Linked DNA regions of Sus scrofa: region 1 is linked to region 2. A link is a contact called in public HiChIP or PLAC-seq data. All regions are on one chromosome and are shown on one strand. Each heading gives the region's core, a stretch centred on a gene start, on an enhancer-like site or on the middle of the called end of the contact. The rest is flanking DNA. Distances are from core to core; before and after follow the strand shown.

The links. HiChIP or PLAC-seq counts read pairs in DNA pulled down with a chosen protein or histone mark.
Region 1: a contact with region 2 is called in an H3K27ac HiChIP or PLAC-seq map of alveolar macrophages. The contact joins the promoter of KIF22 here to the promoter of MVP in region 2. A contact is called at or near these places in 7 of 47 Hi-C or Micro-C datasets (blood, embryonic fibroblasts, heart right ventricle and 2 more) and 2 of 2 datasets of contacts at active chromatin or transcription factors (alveolar macrophages and skeletal muscle).

What each region holds. Positions count from the first base shown.
Region 1 is chr3:18,020,369-18,025,962 of Sscrofa11.1, forward strand. KIF22 (kinesin family member 22) reads left to right here and starts at 2,736. Exons shown (of 14, transcript NM_001243019.1): 1 at 2,736-2,828. The coding sequence starts at 2,774.
Region 2 is chr3:18,053,502-18,058,867 of Sscrofa11.1, forward strand. It overlaps MVP (major vault protein), which reads left to right and starts at 3,047. Exons shown (of 15, transcript XM_021086424.1): 1 at 3,047-3,852. It overlaps PAGR1 (PAXIP1-associated glutamate-rich protein 1), which reads left to right. Exons shown (of 3, transcript XM_013987719.2): 1 at 1-135; 2 at 298-380; 3 at 3,000-3,419. The coding sequence ends at 3,199.

The DNA of each region.
Region 1 (5,594 bases), core at 1,486-3,985, 33 kb before region 2:
AGTTCCCGTCTTGGCGCAGTGGTTAACGAATCCGACTAGGAACCATGAGGTTGCGGGTTCGATCCCTGGCTTTGCTCAGTGGGTTAAGGATCCGGTATTGCCGTGAGCTGTGGTGCAGGTTGCAGACGCGGCTCGGATCATGCATTGCTGTGGCTCTGGTGTAGGCTGGTGGCTACGGCTCCGATTAGACCCCTAGCCTGGGAATCTCCATATGCCGCAGGAGCAGCCCAAGAAATAGCAAAAAGACCAAAAAAAAAAAAAAAAAAAAGGCATTCCAAGGAGGGTGGAGATTTCCATCATGGGTTGCCATGAACACAGGGGGTTGGCTGGGGCGACTGGACATATATATAAAAGAAAATTTGTTGTAAAGAATTGGCTTATGCAGCTGTGGAGCCTGGCTAGGCAAATCTGAAATCTGTATGGAAGCCCAGCAATCTGGAAACTTCTGGGCAGGAAGAGATGCTACAGTCTACAGATGAAATTTCTTCTTCCTCAGGGAAACCTCAGTTTGGCACCTCCCCCCACCAAGATTAATTTATTAGGTTATAAAAATCTATACTCTTAGTACAGTTTGACTTCTGTTTTGTTTTGGCTGGGCCCATGGCATGCATAAGTTTCTGTGCCTGGGATCGAACCAGAGCCACAGCTGTAACCAGAGCCACAGCAGTGACAACAGTGATAACCTGCTGAGCCACAAGGGAAGTCAGACTTTATTATTTTAGATTCCACCTATAAATGATACCATGCAGTATCAGTTTTGCTCTCAAGACTTGTAATTGACTAGATAAGGAATATCCAGGATAATGTCACTTATTTAAAGTCAAAGGCCTGTAGACAGTCACCAGGTCTACAAAATATCTTCACAGCAATACCTAGATCAGTTTAATGAAATACTATACTATAGTTTAGCCCAAGAGACACATGAACTACCTGTTGCACCTGATTAAACCTAAGAGGGCTGAGGTGGGGATTCTGGATAATGACAGGGAGTAAAGGAGTTTGCTGACCAGTCAGGTAAATGGATTACTGAGTAATAGTGGGAACCTCACTGTCAAAGGTCAGAATGAGTTGACAGTGTACTGCACAGGGACTTAGGAAACTGAAGTTCTAGCTCTGCTCAGGTATATGACCTCAGCCAAATCTCTTAACCTCTTTAGATTTCAATTATCCCACCCCCCCCTTTTTTTTTTTGCCTTTGCCGCTCCCACGGCATATGGAGGTTCCCAGGCTAGGGGTCGAATCGGCACTCTAGCCGCCAGCCTACGCCAGAGCCACAGCAACATGGGATCCGAGCTGAGTCTGCAACCTACACCACAGCTCACGGCAACGCTGGATCCTTAACCCACTGAGCAAGGCCAGGGACCGAACCGGCAACCTCATGGTTCCTAGTTGGATTCGCTAACCACTGCGCCACAAGAACTCCTCAATTACCCCTTTGTAAAATAAGCTTAATTTGGTCAAATGCTCTCTAAAGCCTGTCACACCTAGAAATCTGAATTCTGGACTTCCTTTGTGCCACAGTGGGTTAAGGATCCCACATTGTTACTGCTGTGACCAGAGCAATGCATTAATAAATATTTTCAACTTGTATTTATTTCTAACACAGTAAATGTGGATTGATAAAAATCAGAAGATATTTGGGGTCTCAATTTTTAAGAATGTAAAGGGATTTCAAGGCCCTCCCCAAAATATTAGAACCAGTGGTCCAATATTTGTTTTGTTTAGTTTATTATAGTTTGACATAATGTCTAAACCAGGGCCTTACCAGGAGCTCAAAGATGGGATGGTCACGCCTGGTTAAGCTCCAGAAGGGATAGGGAACTATTTTACAGATGACTGAACTCGTAGGACATGGGCGAAGTTGACTAACAGATTGAGCATGACTTTCACGCCCACTCCGCCGCCTAGAGCTCTGTTACAAAGGAAGGGACATCCCAGCTGGGATCCTCAGCTCAGGCATGTGACATAAAGGGACACACATGTCACCTGGCCTCTGCACCTCATATAGTGGCTTTGGAATCAGCAGGACCTAACTGTCCACAACCCAGCCAGCAGGGTCCTGATCTAAATAAGTGACCAGACGTTAAAGCACCGTTGACTGGCCCCCCGAGGTCAAGTCCGGAAAGCCACAAAAGGATCCCCTCCCACCAAGCTCGAGAATCAAATTCTGAGGCAAGAAAGTGTAAAACTGAAGATCACTACCAGTCGTTTAGAATAATCCCATGCCCATGCATCTTTCTTATCCCTATAGTGTGCCATATTCTGCCACGAAAACAGCGAAAACTGTATTTAGTTCAGAGAAATTTTCGGATAAATCGATTAACTATCTCGGAACACCGTCTGCTTGATTTCGTACCAAAAGTCGCAGTTTGAGAGGGGAAAAAAACAAAAAACAAAAAACAAAAAAACCGAGGCGAAATGTCTACACCTAAGATAAATCTACGCCTCGAAACCCAGAAGGTAAAAAGAGCCGGGGGCTGGCGACGCTCACCAGCACCCCCGACGGCCACTGTCGCAAACGCCTCCGGCGGCAGCGGAGTTTGCGCGGGAGGGCCTGCCCGACGTCAACGGCCGGGGAGCGGATGCGCGCGCATGCGTTCTCGGCCCAGGGAAACTTTCTTGCAGAACCCGGAGGCGAGCCCTAGAGGGCGGGATAGCGGCGAGGCACTAGAAGGGGCTTCCGGCGGCAAGTAGCCGTGATTGGTGGAGCCCAGGAGAGGGGGCGGGGCAGTGAGAAATTCGAACAGAGAGGCGGGCCCAAGGAGGGAGTGGAATGGACGCGGGGCTCCCGGCGCGGAGGCGACGCGAGATGGCGGCGGCGACCTCGGGTACTCGAGCCTGGGCAGGGCGGGGTGCCAGAGTCTGGAGCTTTGTGGGGCGACGCGTCCCAGTCGGGTCCGGGCCCCGCGAGTAGTCCGGGAGACGCCGGAATGGCGCGGCAGCGGGGAGGGGAAAGTGGGAGTGTGGAAGTCTCAGGCTGGTGCCTTCTCACTGTTTCCTGCTCTCGGCGCGGATCAATAGACCGGGGTTGAGACCCAGTTCCGGTGCACTTTTGAGCCTAGCGCCTTTTTCCTCAGGGAGCTTTAGTTTTGTCTGTGAAGTGGGGACAGTGACCCATCTGAGAAGATTACATGAGTAAGCGAGCGAAAAATAGCTACTACTCCAACTGTAAGGACAAAAGAAAGGGAGCTGGATGCGTCTTTGGGGAAAGAGCCCGTGTGTGACATGTTGTTTGGGTGCGGGGAGATCCCTCAGAGAGGCAAGAGTTTCAGACAGGCTGCAGCTGGGTGTGAATTGTTGGCATAAGATGTGCTGAGATCACCGAAAAGGGAAAGAAGGGGTTGTTTCCTTTCCCTCCAGCCGTGGAAGTCAGTACTCTTTTTAGGGTTGGGAAGGCTTTTAGGACATTCAGAATCTTGCTCTCTGCTCTCTTCTTGTAGACTGAATTCTGGTTAGTGATTATAGCGGGTACCACGGATATTTGAGTCTCTTACTGTTTGTCAGGCCCCGTGGAGAAACAAACCTATTTAGTAGAATGTCAAACACATGTTGCAGCCTTGCTTGGTGCCAGGCACAGCTGGAAACACTTTATGCTGATGAATTATTTAATCTCCTCAATGCGGTGAGGTGGGTCTGTTACTGCCTTGTGTTTTTGGTTTTTTTTTTACTTTTTTTTTATTACTCAAATGAATTTATCACATCTGTAGTTGTATAATGATCATAACAATCTGATTTCACAGGATTTCCATCCCACAGCCCAAGCACATCCCCCCACCCCCCAAACTGTCTCCTCCAGAGACCATACGTTTTTCAATGTCTGTGCGTCAGCATCTGTTCTGCAAAGAAGTTCAGTCTGTCCTTTTTTCAGATTCCACATGTCAGTGAAAGCATTTGATGTTGGTGTCTCATTGTATGGCTGACTTCACTTAGCATGATAGTTTCTAGGTCCATCTATGTTGCTAAAAATGCCGGTATTTCATTCTTTTTAATGGCTGAGTCATATTCCATTGTGTATATGTACCACATCTTGATCCACTCCTCTGTCGATGGACATTTAGGTTGTTTCCATGTCTTGGCTATTGTAAATGGTGCTGCAATGAACATCGGAGTCCATGTGTCTTTGGGAGTCGTGGTTTTCTCTGGATAGATGCCCAGGAGTGAGATTGCTGGATCAAATGGTAGTTCCATGTTTAGTTTTCTGAGGAATCTCCATACTGCTTTCCACCGTGGTTGCACCAATTTACAATCCCACCAACAGTGTACTAGGGTTCCTTTTTCTCCACACCCTCTCCAGCACTTATTGTTTGTAGACGTTTTGAGGATGGCCATTCTGGCTGGTGTAAGGTGGTACCTCAGAGTGGTTTTGATTTGCATTTCTCTAATAATGAGTGATGTTGAACATCTTTGCATGTGTTTCTCGGCCATCTGTATGTCTTCTCTGAAGAACTGTCTGTTTAGATCTTCTGCCCATTTTTGGATGGGGTTGTTTGTTTTTTGGTATGGAGCTGCAGAAGTTGTTTGTAAATTTTGGAGATCAATTCCTTGTCAGTTGATTCACTTGCAAAGATTTTCTCCCATTCTGTGGGTTGTCTTTTCATTTTGTTTAGGGTTTCCTTTGCTGTGCAGAAACTTTTAAGTTTGATTGGGCCCCATTTGTTTATTTTTGTTTTTATTGTCAATACTCTAAGAGGTGGATCTGAGAAGATGTTGCTGTCTTTTACGTCAGAGAGTGTTTGGCCTATGTTTTCCTCTAAGAGTTTTATAGTGTCTGGTCTTATATCTAGGTCTTTAATCCATTTGGAGTTTATTTTTGTGTATGGTGTCAGGGGAGTGTTCTCATTTCATTCTTTTCCATGCGGCTGTCCAGTTTTCCCAGCACCACTTATTGAACAAGCTGTCCTTTCTCCATTGTCTATCCTTGCCTCCTTTGTCATAGATTAGTTGGCTGTAGGTGCGTGTTACTGTCTTGTTTTACAGATGAAGAAACTGAGCCATAGATGAGTTTAAAATCTTGCTTAGGGAGCCCCCACTGTGGATTAGTGGTAATGAACCTGATTAGTATCCATGAGGACGTGGGCTTGTGGGTTTGATCCCTGGCCTCGCTCAGTGGGTTAGGGATCCTGCGTTGCCAGAAGCTGTGGTGTAGGTCGAAGATGCTGCTTGGATCCTGCGTTGCTGTGGCTCTGGTGTAGGCCAGCAGCTACAGCTCCAATTGGACCCCTGGCCTGGAACTTCCATATGCCGCACGTGCAGCCCTATAAAAGCAAAAAGCAAAAAAAAAACCAAAAAAGCAAAAAACTTGCTCAAAGTTGGGAGTTTCCACTGTGGCGCAGCAGGATCAAGGTTGTCTTTGCAGCAGCTCCGGCTGCTTCAGAGCAACAGGTTCGATCACCCGCCTGTGCAGTGGGTTAAGGATCCAGCATTGTTGCACCTGTGGCTATGATTCCATCCCTGGCCTGGGAACTTACATATGACACTGGGCTGCCAAAAAAAAAAAGGGCAAAAAAAACCTTGCTTAACGTTAACACACAAACCCAACTGGTATCCATGAGTACGCGGCTTCGATCCCTGGCCTCGCTCAGTGGGTTAAGGGT
Region 2 (5,366 bases), core at 1,797-4,296:
TGAACTGCTGGCTGCCCACGGTACCCTGGAGCTTCAGGCAGAGATCCTGCCCCGCCGACCACCTACGCCTGAGGCCCAGAGTGAAGAGGAAAGATCTGATGAGGAACCCGAGGCCAAAGAGGAGGAAGAGGAAAAGTGAGGATTGCTTCCTTGATGCCAGGAGGAAATAGGGAGGGAGGTGGGACCCAGGAGCATGGGAAGTTAGAGGGAGGGGAAGAGCCCGAAGGCCCGGGAGAAGCACCAGTGGAGGTTTGGAAGGATCTCCCTCACCCTCCTCTCTCTCTCCACCTGTCCCAGGCCGCACATGCCCACAGAATTTGATTTTGATGATGAGCCAATGACACCAAAGGACTCCCTGATTGACCGGAGGCGCACCCCAGGTACAGACAAGAGTGGAGAATGGGGGGCGCGGGGGGGCCTCTGTTCCCACTTACTCCGAAAGGGACTCCCTGAAAGAGGTCTTTGAGGCGTTCTCTGATGGCTTAGTGGCAAAGGACCCAGCATTGTCACTGCTTTGGCACAGGTTCGAACCTTGGCCTGGGAACTTCCACATTCCATGGGTGTGGTCAAAAAAAAAAAAAAAAAAAAGGTCTCTGCTTGGTTCCTTGGTAGCTACACAAATCACAGCTTCAGGGGAGAGCGTGCACTCAGTGGTTGCCATCCTTCCAGTCTAGGTGGTACCCAATTTTCTTTTAAAAGATTATCACAGGTAATTCTATCATATTTCCCATTCCTTTGGTCTCATTTCCCCCCCACCCCCATCCCAGAAGTCCGAGTCTTCTTGGTCATTATCTAGCTCCACATCCCTATGCTACTGCGTACACCTCCTAATCTGACCTAGCTTCCCATGCCTAGAGTTTACCGTCAGAGCCATTCTCTCTCTCTCTCTTGTGTGTGTGTGTGTTTAGGGCTGCATCTGCGGCATATGGAGGTTCCCAGGCTAGGGGTCAAATCAGAGCTATAGCTGCTGGCCTACACCACAGCCACAGCAACATGAGATCTAAGCCACATCTGGGACCTACACCACGGCTCATGGCAACACCGGATCCTTAGCCCACTGAGTGGGGCCAGGGATCGAACCCGAATCCTCATGGATACTAGTCAGGTTCGTTAACCTCTGAGCCAAGACGGGAACTCCTCTCAGAGCCATTCTTGATTTCTCTTTCTTTCTTTTTTTTTTTTTTTTTTTGTCTTTTGTCTTTTTTTGTTGTTGTTGTTGTTGTTATTGTTGTTATTTCTTGGGCCGCTCCCGCGGCATATGGAGGGTCCCAGGCTAGGGGTCTAATGGGAGCTGTAGCCGCCAGCCTATGCCAGAGCCACAGCAACGCGGGATCCGAGCCGCGCCTGCAACCTACACCACAGCTCACGGCAACGCCGGATCGTTAACCCGCTGAGCAAGGGCAGGGATTGAACCCGCAACCTCATGGTTCCTAGTCGGATTTGTTAACCACTGCGCCACGACGGGAACTCCCGATTTCTCTTTCTTTTATGTCAACATTCAAACCAGCAGCAAGTCTTGTTAGGTCTGCCTCCACATTTCCAAATTCAGCTACTAGTCTCTGTCTTTAATGTGACACCCTGATCCAAGCCGTCTCTCTTTCAAAACATAAGTCAGCTCAAATCTGTTTTAAATTTTTTTAAATTATTATTATTTTATTTTTAGGGCCTCAAGTGTGGCAAATGGAGGTTTCCAGGCTAGCGGTCCAATTGGAGCTGCAGCCCCTGGCCTACACCACAGCAACACGTGATCCGGCCACATCTGCGACCTACACCACAGCTCACGGCAACACTGGATCCTTAACCCACTGAGCAAGGCCAGGGATCGAACCTGCAACCTCATGGTTCCTAGTAGGATTTGTTGCTGCTGTGCCACGACAGGAACTCCCAATTCTGTTTTAAATTCTCCGAAGGAGGAGTTCCTGCTTGGTGCAGTGGATTAAGAATCTGATTGCAGTGACTTGGTTCACTGGAGAGGGACGGGTTCAATCCTGGGCCTGGTGCTCTGGGTTAAAGGATCGGGCGTAGCCTCAGCTGTGGTTTGGATTCAGTCCCTGAACTTCCATGTGCCATGGCTGCGGCCGTTAAAAAAAAAAGGAGTTCCCATTGTGGCTCATCGGAAATGAACCCAACTAGTATCCACGAGGATGCGGGTGTGATCCCTGGTCTTGCGCAGTTGGTTAAGGATCCGATGTTGTTGTGAGCTGTGGTGTAGGTCGCAGATGTGGCTTGGATCCCGAATGGCTGTGGCTGTGGTATAGGCTGGCAGCTGTAGCTTTCAACCCCTAGCTTGGGAACTTCCATGTCCTGCACGTGCAGCGGTAAAAAGCAAAAAAAAAAAAAAGTCTTCCAAAGGATTTTATTGCTGGGGTGTAAGAGCTTATCAAAATGAGAATCCAGGAGTTCCCATCGTTGCTCAGTGGTTAATGAACCCAACTCTCATCCATGAGGACACAGTTTCCATCCCTGGCTTTGCTAAGGATCCCAGCATTGCCAAGGCTGTGGTGTCGGCCGGCAGCTACAGCTCTGATTCGACCCCTCGCCTGGGAACCGCCATATACCGTGGGTGCGGCCCTAAAACAATTTAAACAAAGAGAATCCAACACACACACTGTGCCCCCACCAAGGCTTCCATTTAAACAAAGAGATCCGTACCCCTTATCGTGATCTGTGAGTCATTTCTTGGGCCTCATCTTTCCTGTCTCCCCCAGTTCTGCATTTGCCCTTGAGCAGACCTCCCCGTTCCTGCCCTGGGGCTTTTGCACTTGCTGGTGCCTGCCTGGGCTGCTCTTCCTAGGTCTTCACATTACCTGCCCCTTCTCATACGTCCAGCCTTCACGGCCCACCCCATCTGAGGCCCCAGCCCTACACCACAGCCCCTCCAGGACAGGCCTAGAAGTCGCTCTGTTTCCCGAGCTCCTCAAGTGAGTCATAAGATCCCAGGAAGGTCCGGGGCACAGAACCTCAGTCGCGCCCACATTTCTCTCCTTCCCCTTCTGCAGGAAGCTCAGCCCGGAGCCAGAAACGGGAGGCCCGCCTGGACAAGGTCCTCTCGGACATGAAGCGGCACAAGAAGCTGGAGGAGCAGATCCTCCGGACCGGCAGGGACCTCTTCAGCCTGGACGCAGAGGACGCCAGCCCCCCCAGCCCCGCGCTCCGGGCCTCGGGAAGTAGCCTCTTCCCCAGGCAGCGCAAGTACTGAGCGCCTCTGCCTTTAGGGTGCAGAGTCCTGACCTGCTGGCCCTCCCTCCCTACCCCGGGGGCGCTGGGGCACCTGGGAGGAGCAGAGACCCTGCGAACTCCCAACACAGCACCTTACCAGAAAGAGGACATGTGTATGTGTGTGTGTGTTTTCTATGGAACCGTTGTTTGGACACCTGGGCTGAATTTTCTGAATCTAAAATAAAAAAAGAAAAGTAGCAGGTTATCTTCTCTTTAGAGGAGGTACTGCCGCTGGAGCACACGCAGGCCTGGAGAGGCAGAGTCGGACCCACCCTGATGGGAAATGCCAGCCAGAGGGGGGAGAAGCCAACTCAGCACCACCCCCCCCCCCCCCCGCCGCCGCCCTAGGCCTTGGACCCCCTCCTAGTTTCATTCCAGCGCTGCCAGCTGGCTCTGAGGCGGGCATTCCTGAGCACTGAATGAGCTGCAGTGCCTTCAGCTGCAGTGAAAGCCTCCCACAGGAGAGAAACAAACCCAAAAAACTCAACGAGAACCAGCTGCAAGGGCCCTTTAAATGCCCAAGCCCCACCCCTGCGCCTGGCCTGCCCTGCCGGGAAGTGATCCCTAGGGCTGGGTGAAGGCGGCTCCCTCTCCGAGCTGAGGCGTCAGCTGCAGCCAGCCACACTTCTGGATGTAAGTACTCCGTCCTGGCTCCCAAAGCCCCAAACCAGCTGGCGGGCCCTTGTCCCCCACCCCCAAGACCTCTCCCTAGCTCTGTCCTGCCTTCGCCGACTCGCGTGGGCTGGGGCAGGTGGCTTTAGAACTAGAGCCGGGAGAAGGTGGGTGGAGGCTTGGCCTTGGGAGATACCGCTGGCCTTGTTTTTTCGGGCTTCTGAAGGCAAAAGGCAACTCATCTGACCCCTCGCCAAACCCCATCTCAGGCCTCTCGGACTTTGAGCTCCCACATCCGCAGTAGGGGCAGGGGAAGCTTCACGGGTCCGTTCACACCCCCTCCTGGACTGAGACTGGTCCCTGCTGTCCTCATCTTTTCCCTCCCCCTGGGGACCTGGGCTCTGGTCGCTCCCCTTGAGCTCTTAGAACGCGCCCCCCGTGGAGGTTCCTCAACCCTGCAAACGCTGAGGTTTCCACCACTACCCCCCTCGGCTCTGCGCACGGCGGGCCTTGCAGTTCATTTGAGAGGTCGTCGGCAGAGTAATCTTCAGATAGGCTTGATTTCTAGAAGGCATAGATGAGGAAGGTGCTTTTTCCTCTTCGGGACAGGGAAGTGAAAACAGGCAGCTCTTTTGGACCTGCCAGCCCAGTGACTCTGGAGACCTCAGAAGCATGGAGCGTTGGGGGATGGTAGTTGAGGCAGGTGCCCCGTTTTCTCTTCCTGTTTGGGTGGGCCCTTAGAATTTATGGGGGGGGGTGTCGCAAAGGGTGCCAGGTGACTCCTAGAAACTTTTGCCTGTCTCCACCCTTGGCACCTAGTACACCCACCACCCTCCCCGGAGGTGAGGCTCTCTGGCCAGGGCAGCTCTCTAAAGCCATGAGCAGGCAGGACAGCCCCTGGGAATGGCTGGCCCAGAGGCCAGAGGGCCCTAAAGTAACCCAGGCCTCCTTGTTGGGTGCTGCCCTCCCAGGTTGCAGAGAAGGCTCACCTTTGATCTGCACTGGCACTGTCGCCTGGAGACCTCCCAGCTCCACCCAGGTCCTTGTCAGAATCTTAGCCACATTTATGTCTGCCTGAGAAGCCATGCTACTTCCTCGGGTGGAATTCTGGCTCCCTCCTTGATCGTTGTGTGATCCTGAGCAAGTGCCTTAATTTCTAGGTCCTTGCCGAGGATTAAACAAGCCAATTAAAAGCATTTGGGAATTCCCTAGTGCCTCGCCAGGTTAAGGATCCGGCTCTGGTTATAGCTGTCTCGCTGGTTCAATCCCTGGCCCAGGAACTTCCACATGCCCCGGGCGCAGCCAAAAAAAAAAAGCATTTAATATGGTGAGTGGCACAGATTAAGTTCTCAATAAGTGAGAGCCGTTATTTGGGGGGCACTTGCCAAAGATAGAAATTCTGGAGTCTCTCTCCTGGAAGCCTTAGCCCAGTGGGTTTGAAGTGAGGCCTGCTGGGAAGCAATACTCCCAGCTGAGTCCTGTGATTGGGTGATTGTAGAAAACATTGATCTGGATCAGGGGGTTCTGAAGCCTGG